Linked DNA regions of Hordeum vulgare: region 2 is linked to region 1. The links are chromatin contacts, called in public Hi-C maps. All regions are on one chromosome and are shown on one strand. Each heading gives the region's core, a stretch centred on a gene start, on an enhancer-like site or on the middle of the called end of the contact. The rest is flanking DNA. Distances are from core to core; before and after follow the strand shown. Region 1 holds the start of LOC123400070 (scarecrow-like protein 9). Region 2 holds the start of LOC123396579 (cysteine protease XCP1-like).

Region 1 (3,843 bases), core at 915-3,414:
GCCAAAATAAATGCCGAAGTCGATGATGTGCACCTTCGATGCATTTTTTGTCATGCTCAAGATTGTTTGATTGGAGAGGAAATGTGAGAGCCTCTTGAATGGGCATGCTGCAAAGTAAAGATGGTACGCCTTAAGCATGTCGGACGCGGTTGTCCGCTTTGCTACAAGCCTATGGTACTGCTGGCTCCCTGTGCCAGCCAAGCGAGCCTCGAGACCCTGTGCAAAGCAAAATGCCAGCCTCTGGCTGCCATCCCCATTTACCTTAGAATGCTGTTTTATTTGCTTCAGCAACTCATTAGCAGTTCGGCGGTCATCAGCCGCCACTGCCTGTGCACAGTGGATGAGGATGGTCCTAAGGTCCACCACATCATTTTTTGTCGGCTTCCTGCCCCGTGTCTTCACCCCAGTTGTTCCTTTGGTTTGAATGACCTGAGAATTCTTGGAAGCTTCGCTGCGCATCTTTTCTCGCAGCACTGTAGCCTTCTTTTCAGTTTGACGAAACAAATCGTCAAACATCTCAACCCAATCATCAGGCTCATCGGAACAGAATGCAGACTGTTTAATGTTCCGTCCTTCTATCAAGTCAAGATCTTCACTCTGTCTGTTTTTCTTGGCCTTCAAGACCTCTGTCTTGCTGACATTGAAAGGAATGTCTTTCACTGCTTCTTGAGGCTTTGAGACACCAGCAGCTTCTAAATCAATCACTAGCTTATGACCACCAGGGAGAAACTTCTGTGCTTCCTCAACACCTCTCCTGAAATCCCAAGTTGGAAGGCTCTCGAACAAATACTCGGGGATCCTGCCGTTGGTGATCAAAGGATCTTCTAGTGAGTCTGCTGCATCAGAAACAGCACTTGATGGGACAACCAGTGGCTGAGAAGATCGGCCACACAAGCCCCGATGAGCTTGCAGCTGCTCAGAGTGTCCAACGTCATGGCACTGGTAGCTATGAACAGAACCACCGACGCTGCAGCTAGTAGCCACACTGGACGAGGACTGGGCCTGACCACTGCTGCTGCTCTCGCTGGGGCTGTCCAGGGACCAACGCATGAGCGTGCGGTCAGGGGACGGCGGGAACTTGTGCCCAAGTATGTCATAGAAGGGCTTTGCGGTGGCACGGAGTGTGGCTGACTCCTCCTGGTACACGCTGACCTTCTCATCAATGTCCTCCTCCATGAGCATCCGGCTGATATAGTTGAGCGACTCGTCCGAGATGAACTCCCAGTCTTCGGGGTTGTCAGTCTCTGTGTTGGTGGCCCTGGAGAGGGTGGCGACGGGAGCATTGGGACCGGGTTCCGCGGCCACATGGGGCGAGATCACCGGCTGCGGATCGTTGAACATGAAGTACTCTGGTGCTCCGCAGAACTGAATCATTGAGTGGATCAGTGAGCCTGAAATGGTCTGGTGCTCCACAGAACCTGCCAAACATGATGGAATTCTTCAGTCAGAGAGAAGATGGCAAGTGGTTGATCGAGTTCGGGGTGAAGCATCTATTTGATTCCTGAGCAGAAAATAACAGGAAGGGAACGCACTAGAGCGCTGCACTTGAGAAGTGAAATCTGCTGGTATCACATGACGCGCATGGCAAGGGCAAGCAACAAACGACTGGAAATACCAATACAAACAGGTAGGAGTATATGACTTCGCAGGCTGGCGGCGACGACAGGCGGGCGGATCACGGGCTGACGCTGGCGAGGTGGGCTCACCTGAAGGCTTCGATCCTTGGCGTGGTGGGCGGTGGCGGAGGGACCTCGCGGCTGCGAGGCCGAGGCCGAGGCCGGTGAGGTCCTGCGCGGGCGGGGCGGCGTGCGCGAGATCCCGGGGAGGCTGCGGGGTGGATGTCATCGCCTGCCCGCACGCGCCGCCGCAGCCGGGCCTCCGGTCGCCGCGCGGGATCGGCGGGGGGGAGGAGAGAGAGAGAGAGGAAGGGAGGGAAGGTTTGATTGGGGGCGGGGATCAAGTGTGCGCGGCTGAGCGGAGGGATTCCTTTCCTTGCTCCTTTTGCTCAGTTCCCCAGCGGCGAGGTCTCTTGGGAGTTGGACCCGTCCCGGAGCTAGTAGTAAAAGGAAAAGAAATCTCGTCCCGTGATGGTGGCTGGCTAAGTACTACTCCTACAGTAGTAAAAGATAATCGAGGTCTCAGAGATTTCCAGAACCTCGATGATGGTGGCTCCCTCTCCCTCTGCATGTGAGCATTTTTCTTCTTTTCAGCAACGCCGAATGCGACGCCCCCTCTGCATTACGCTTGATTATTGTTATTATTCGCATACACCTCACTACACTACCAAGCAAGAGTTGGAGAAACACCCTCGGGCTTGTTGGGAAATACATTCTGGCACGTGTGCTGATGGACTGCTGGTGGCGACGTGGAGCCGGGTCTTGGTGGAGAAACTCGCACGGACCTACACCGCCGTCCAATCGCGCCATCTGAAATATTGAAAAGTCTGTCAATTCGAAACAATATACATGATGCTATTGTCCTAATACATTGTATACTTCTTCTTCTACGTCCCTACTTTCTTCTTTTCTTTTGTCTTCCTGTTCAGCCTTCTTTGGTTTACAGGAATTTTATAGGATATGATTTTTTGAAGAAAAAAAATTAAGATCCTTTGGTTCATAGAAATGCATTCATATTCCTACATAGGATTTGTTGAGTAAATAGGTAATTTTTTGAGTAGATTAATCCACGAGATAATAACTAGTATGGTGTTGACTATACTAATGACATAGTGATCATGAACTAATCTAGCACATACTACGCATATAGTTGATACATCTATGCATGCAAGTAGCATTGTTATGATCGAAACGAACACGAGTGGATAAATAGGTTATACCCTCGAGCCGGCCACTTGACCGTAGCAGCAACGTTGACGGCGGCAGCATCATCTGACGCCTTCTTCTCAGCTTCAAGGGTGAGACGATCGGCCTCAGATGGTTCAGCCATGGCGATGATGAGGATGACATGGATGTAGAGGAAGCAGATGGACGGAGGCGAGCAGTCGCGTGATCGCTCCCCAGAAACCTAATCGCCCCTCTCCCGTACAGGAACCGGAGAGGCAGGGTTTCGGAGGCCTGCACTCCCGTCGACCGTGTATGCGGTGAACGGGACGGAGTCGCCGGCGGCAGCGGCAGCAAAGGAACGAGCGCGTGAGGCAGATGTGATCTGATTCTCGTGACGGCTAGGGTTGGCGTTAGCCCTGCTTATATAGGCGGCCGGGTGGAGAGACGTGGGCTAAACCCACGTCCGAGTCGGTAACAGCCCACGATCCGACGTCTCAGATCGTGGCGCATCCGTTACGTATTCTCCGTTCCTGACCGGCAAAAATAAGCGCGTAGGTATGAGCTCGGCTCATTCCCGCAACCCGCGGCGCGGCGCGGCGCGGCGGTGATACGTCCCCAACGTATCTATAATTTTTTACGGTTCCATGCTATTATCTTGTCAACTTAGAATGTTTTATATGCATGAATATGCTATTTTATATCTTTTTGGGACTAACCTATTAACTCAGTGCCAAGTGCCAGTTTCTGTTTTTTTTCGTGTTTTTGACCTTTTTCAGAGAAGAATATCAAAGGAGTCCAAATGGAATAAAACTTTTGCGATGATTTTTTTTGGACCAGAAGAGACTCCCGAAGCTTTGGAAGAAGGCCAGAAGAGCCACGAGGGAGTCACAAGCCCAGGAGCCCCCCCCAGGCTCGGCCTAGCAGGCTTGTGACCTCCTCGTGGGCCCAACCGACGTAATTCAACCGCCATAAATTCCTATAAATACAGAAACCCCCAAAAAGAAACCTAGATCGGGAGTTCCGCCGCCGCAAGCCTCTATAGCCATCAAAAACCAATCGG
Region 2 (3,843 bases), core at 967-3,466, 400 kb after region 1:
TGTTATTGAAAAATGATTTCTCGTCGTCAAATGATAGTGGATGATTGATCATACATACGCCTTTGTTGAAATTTGTAGGCGCATCTATAGAGTTGTTGGGAGGATCCATGTGCGAGATGTGGGGGTTGTTGGTCTCCATTTGCAATAGCAATAGCAGTACCAGTAGCACCTACCCAATCGCCGATATGCAGGAGGAAATAGAATCGTTGAACAATGACTTGGGGTTTTAGTTCAGTGCACAGCTGGAGTAATATTTCCGTGAGCACAACCGGGGACCGACATTTATGCTTTTTTTTATTGTTGAGAAGAATCATGCTTAATTTAACTGTGAGTGCAGGTGGACCGACATGCTGTTGTTGCAATATTCCAACCGATGTTTCTAGACCATATTTTTCTCGAGAACATTGGACAACTGATCCCAGTGTCTTTCCGAACATGTTACAAAATGTCTTCGGTTTCAGTTCCGAACATGTTACAAAATGTCTTCGGTTTCAGTACAGTGCTCGCGCTCACGTTTACCTCTGGAGTTTCAGACATATTCTCTCCATTTTTAAATATAAGTCTTTTAAAAAAATTCACTATAAACTATATGCTCAACAGAAACTGGGAAACAAATTTTATTATTTCAGTCCATGTTCGTCGTTTTAACCGAATTAAAGGAACTCTTGAGATAAGAAAAAAAGTGAAAGAAAAAGCAGGGAAATGCAAAGATCGGGAACAAGGACTCTCAAGGATGGTTCAAATCTTCAATCCTCTGGATGGATGCAGCATCTGAGCTTGGAGCATCAGTTGTCCTTGGTTGGGTAGGAGGCCATCTTGTTGATGCCGCAGAGGCCCTCGCCGTTGCTGGTGCCCCTCTTCATCCTGATGTAACCCTTCTCGCCCCACTGGGCGCCCCACGAGTTCCTCACGATGATGTAGTCGTGGCCCTTCCCCTTGTCCGACCCGTACCCGACCGCCGCCACGCCGTGATCTAGCTGCGCGCCGCATGGACCGTCGAAAACTCCCTGCAACAACCAAGAAATGGTGTCATATCGCAGCTTCTTTCCAAAAGAAATGGTGTTTTCTTTTCCGTTGCTAGAATAGAAAGACGATATGCATGCTTACCCCGCTGTAGAACTGGAAGTGCCTGCCGGAGGCCTCGATGGCCACGGACACGGGCTGGTGGGCGAGAGCCTTGATCAGCGCCTGCTCGTCATTGGCCGGCACATCCTCGTAGCCGCTGATCGTCACCGCCTCCGACTCGGCCTTCTTGCCGTCGCCGCAGCTGCCTTCCTCCATGAGGTAGGGGTACGCCTCCTCGGTGTGCAGCCCGCCACTGGACGCGATGTAGGAGAAGGCGTAGTCCATCAAGCCGCCATTGCAGCCGCTGTTGCCATCGACGCTGCAGTCGATGAGCTCCTGCTCCGACAGCGCGGTCAGGTTGCCTGTCACGATGGCGTTGATCCCTTCCACCGCCGCCACCGTCGAGAAGGCCCAACAGCTGCCGCACTGCCCCTGGTTCTTCACCTCTGTCACCGCGCCCTTCTTCCTCCAGTCCACAGACTTGGGCAGGTCGCTGGCGCTCACGTCCTCGTACCTGAAGCTCCGGCTGCTGCCCCGGCGAGCCGGAGCGGCATCGAGGCCGAGGTAGGCGGCCTTGAACTCGTCATGGGTGAGGTCGGCAAACTCGTTGAGGCCGAGCCAGTAGCTGGTCACTTCCCGGTTGATCTTGTCGATGTGCTTCAGGTTGTCCTTGAACACCTCGAACCTGTGCAGCTTCTCCTCGAAGCTCGCGTACGCCTTCTGGTGTTTGGCCAGCCACTTCTCAAACAGCTCGACGAGTCTTTCGTTGGACGACAGGTCCTCCTCCGAGTAGCCAACAATGGAGAAGTCACTGTTGCGGGCCACACACGCGCCGACGCAGAGGAGGAGAAGAGCACCCGAAAGCTTCATCAGATGCTGAGGAGAAGCCATGCTTGATGCCAGGAATGCAAGTGTTGGCGGTCAGTTAGTTGCAGGATGGAGGACAGGATGCATGTATTTGTAGTCTCAATTTGGGCATGCCATTGAATTGCTTCAAAGCAAAGTCAAATGGAGAGAAGATAAGATGCACCATTGAGTGTTTTTTCTGGATCATGCCAAGGCTTTAAGCTTTGATCTCTGACGGCGAGACTTGGCTTCCAAGCATGTATGCTAGGTTCAGAGTGAGCATCTCTTTCTGTTTGTGGTGCCTGCAAGAAAGTTCAGACGAAATCTTAGTGCCTCTGGACCTCACTGAAAGCAAAATCTTAGTGCATATACCTAAAGAAGAAGAAGGTACATACAACCTGATGGGTGAACTATCAGTGTCAAGAGGTTGTCATGAGTCTTTTCCAGGGAAATGCTTCTTGTCACAGCAAGCTGAAAATAGTGAAGTACAATGTTTTCTACTATATGTGTTCACCGAGAAAATTGGCTATTTGCCATTTTCGATATGGGGCTTCGTAAAATTGCCACTTTTAACATTGAATTCGTAAAAATGCCACCCAACTCGTGTGCATTTTGATTAAGAAGCCATTTCGCCTTTTTTCATTGATTTTATTTTTCTTTTCCATTTTCTGACACCTGAAAGAACCAAAGTATCCCTGGTGATATCTACTGCTATCTTCACGTATTTAGCATCATATAAGAGCGCTTAAAGCGGATGAGTTCGTGCTTGCCGCATCCCTGATCGCCTGCACGTCTTGCTTCAATCGCTGGACACCGCCGACCGCCACTGTTGCTAACCCACGCCTCCACACACCATCATGGCTCGCCATCTTAGCTGGAGCATGCCCATGTGAGGTACCACCGGTCGCCGCAGTTGCTAGCCCACGCCTGCGCGCAGCATCGCGGCTCGCCGCCCTAGCTTGACCATGCCTGTGTGAGCAACCGCTGCTCGCCCTTGTCGAGCTGATGCCTGCACCCTGCAGCTCGTCGGCGGTGCTCGCCCTTGTCGCGTTCATGCTTGCAGCTTGCCGTCGGTGCTAGTCCACGTTTGCACGGGCCGGTGCAACCTGGCAGATGCCTGTGCGCGAGCCACCGCCTCTCGCCGCTGCTGCTCGTCCACACCTATATGCGCGCCAGCGCAGCTTGCCCTTTTGGCGTGTTGGCGGCAGCAGTTGCAGGAGGAGACGGATGCGTGCGTGCAAGTTGTGAAGACAGATAATGCAAGCAATCTGACGACAAGGATGTGCTAGCCACCAGCAATCCATCCAAACCAGGCCACAAACACATCGAGTAAGGCTGTAAGATCTAAGGGCATTTTGGTCCTTTCAGCTGCCAGAAAATGGAAAAGAAAAGAAAAATAAATAGGAAAAGGAAGAATGGCATGTTAATCAAGGTGCCCACGAGCTGGGTGGCATTTTTCCGAAGCCAATGTTGACAGTGGCAGTTTTGCGAAGCCCGGTTTTGAAAATGGCAAATAACCGATTTTCTCTGCGTTCACCAGATTGTTTCAGAAAAGTACCGTGGTCGTGTGTGCCTTTCCTTAAAAAAACATGTACCTTTTGAAAGAAAGTAAGGAAATGTTATCTCTTGGTGATTACACTTGCTACTTGGAGTAAAAGAGGGGCATCATGCTCATCATACTCTGTCATGTGCATACAGTGACATCATTTCGTGACATATACTTATTTCTCTTTTTAGACCACAGAAAAGCCAAAGCAAGCTAATGCATGTAAGTTTTTTTTTGTTGGTTGCTTTTAGCTTTGCAGGAACATTTTTCTTTCATGCACAATGCTGTACTATAAACATTCAGGAAAAGGCATAAACTGATCTTCTGCTGATATTAGTTTGCTGTCAAGCAGTTCAACATGTGTATATCTATACCCTTGGTTATCT

Evidence for each region. A called contact is a pair of places that touch in the nucleus more often than the background predicts.
Region 2: a contact with region 1 is called in a Hi-C map of seedling, with 6 times the contacts expected there. The contact joins the promoter of LOC123396579 here to the promoter of LOC123400070 in region 1. A contact is called at or near these places in 4 of 6 Hi-C or Micro-C datasets (leaf and seedling) and 1 of 1 datasets of contacts at active chromatin or transcription factors (embryo).

What each region holds. Positions count from the first base shown.
Region 1 is chr5H:310,393,751-310,397,593 of MorexV3_pseudomolecules_assembly, forward strand. LOC123400070 (scarecrow-like protein 9) reads right to left here and starts at 2,165. Exons shown (of 3, transcript XM_045094468.1): 1 at 1,707-2,165; 2 at 1-1,418. The coding sequence starts at 1,845.
Region 2 is chr5H:310,798,363-310,802,205 of MorexV3_pseudomolecules_assembly, forward strand. LOC123396579 (cysteine protease XCP1-like) reads right to left here and starts at 2,217. Exons shown (of 2, transcript XM_045091476.1): 1 at 1,108-2,217; 2 at 602-1,007. The coding sequence starts at 1,956. The coding sequence ends at 786.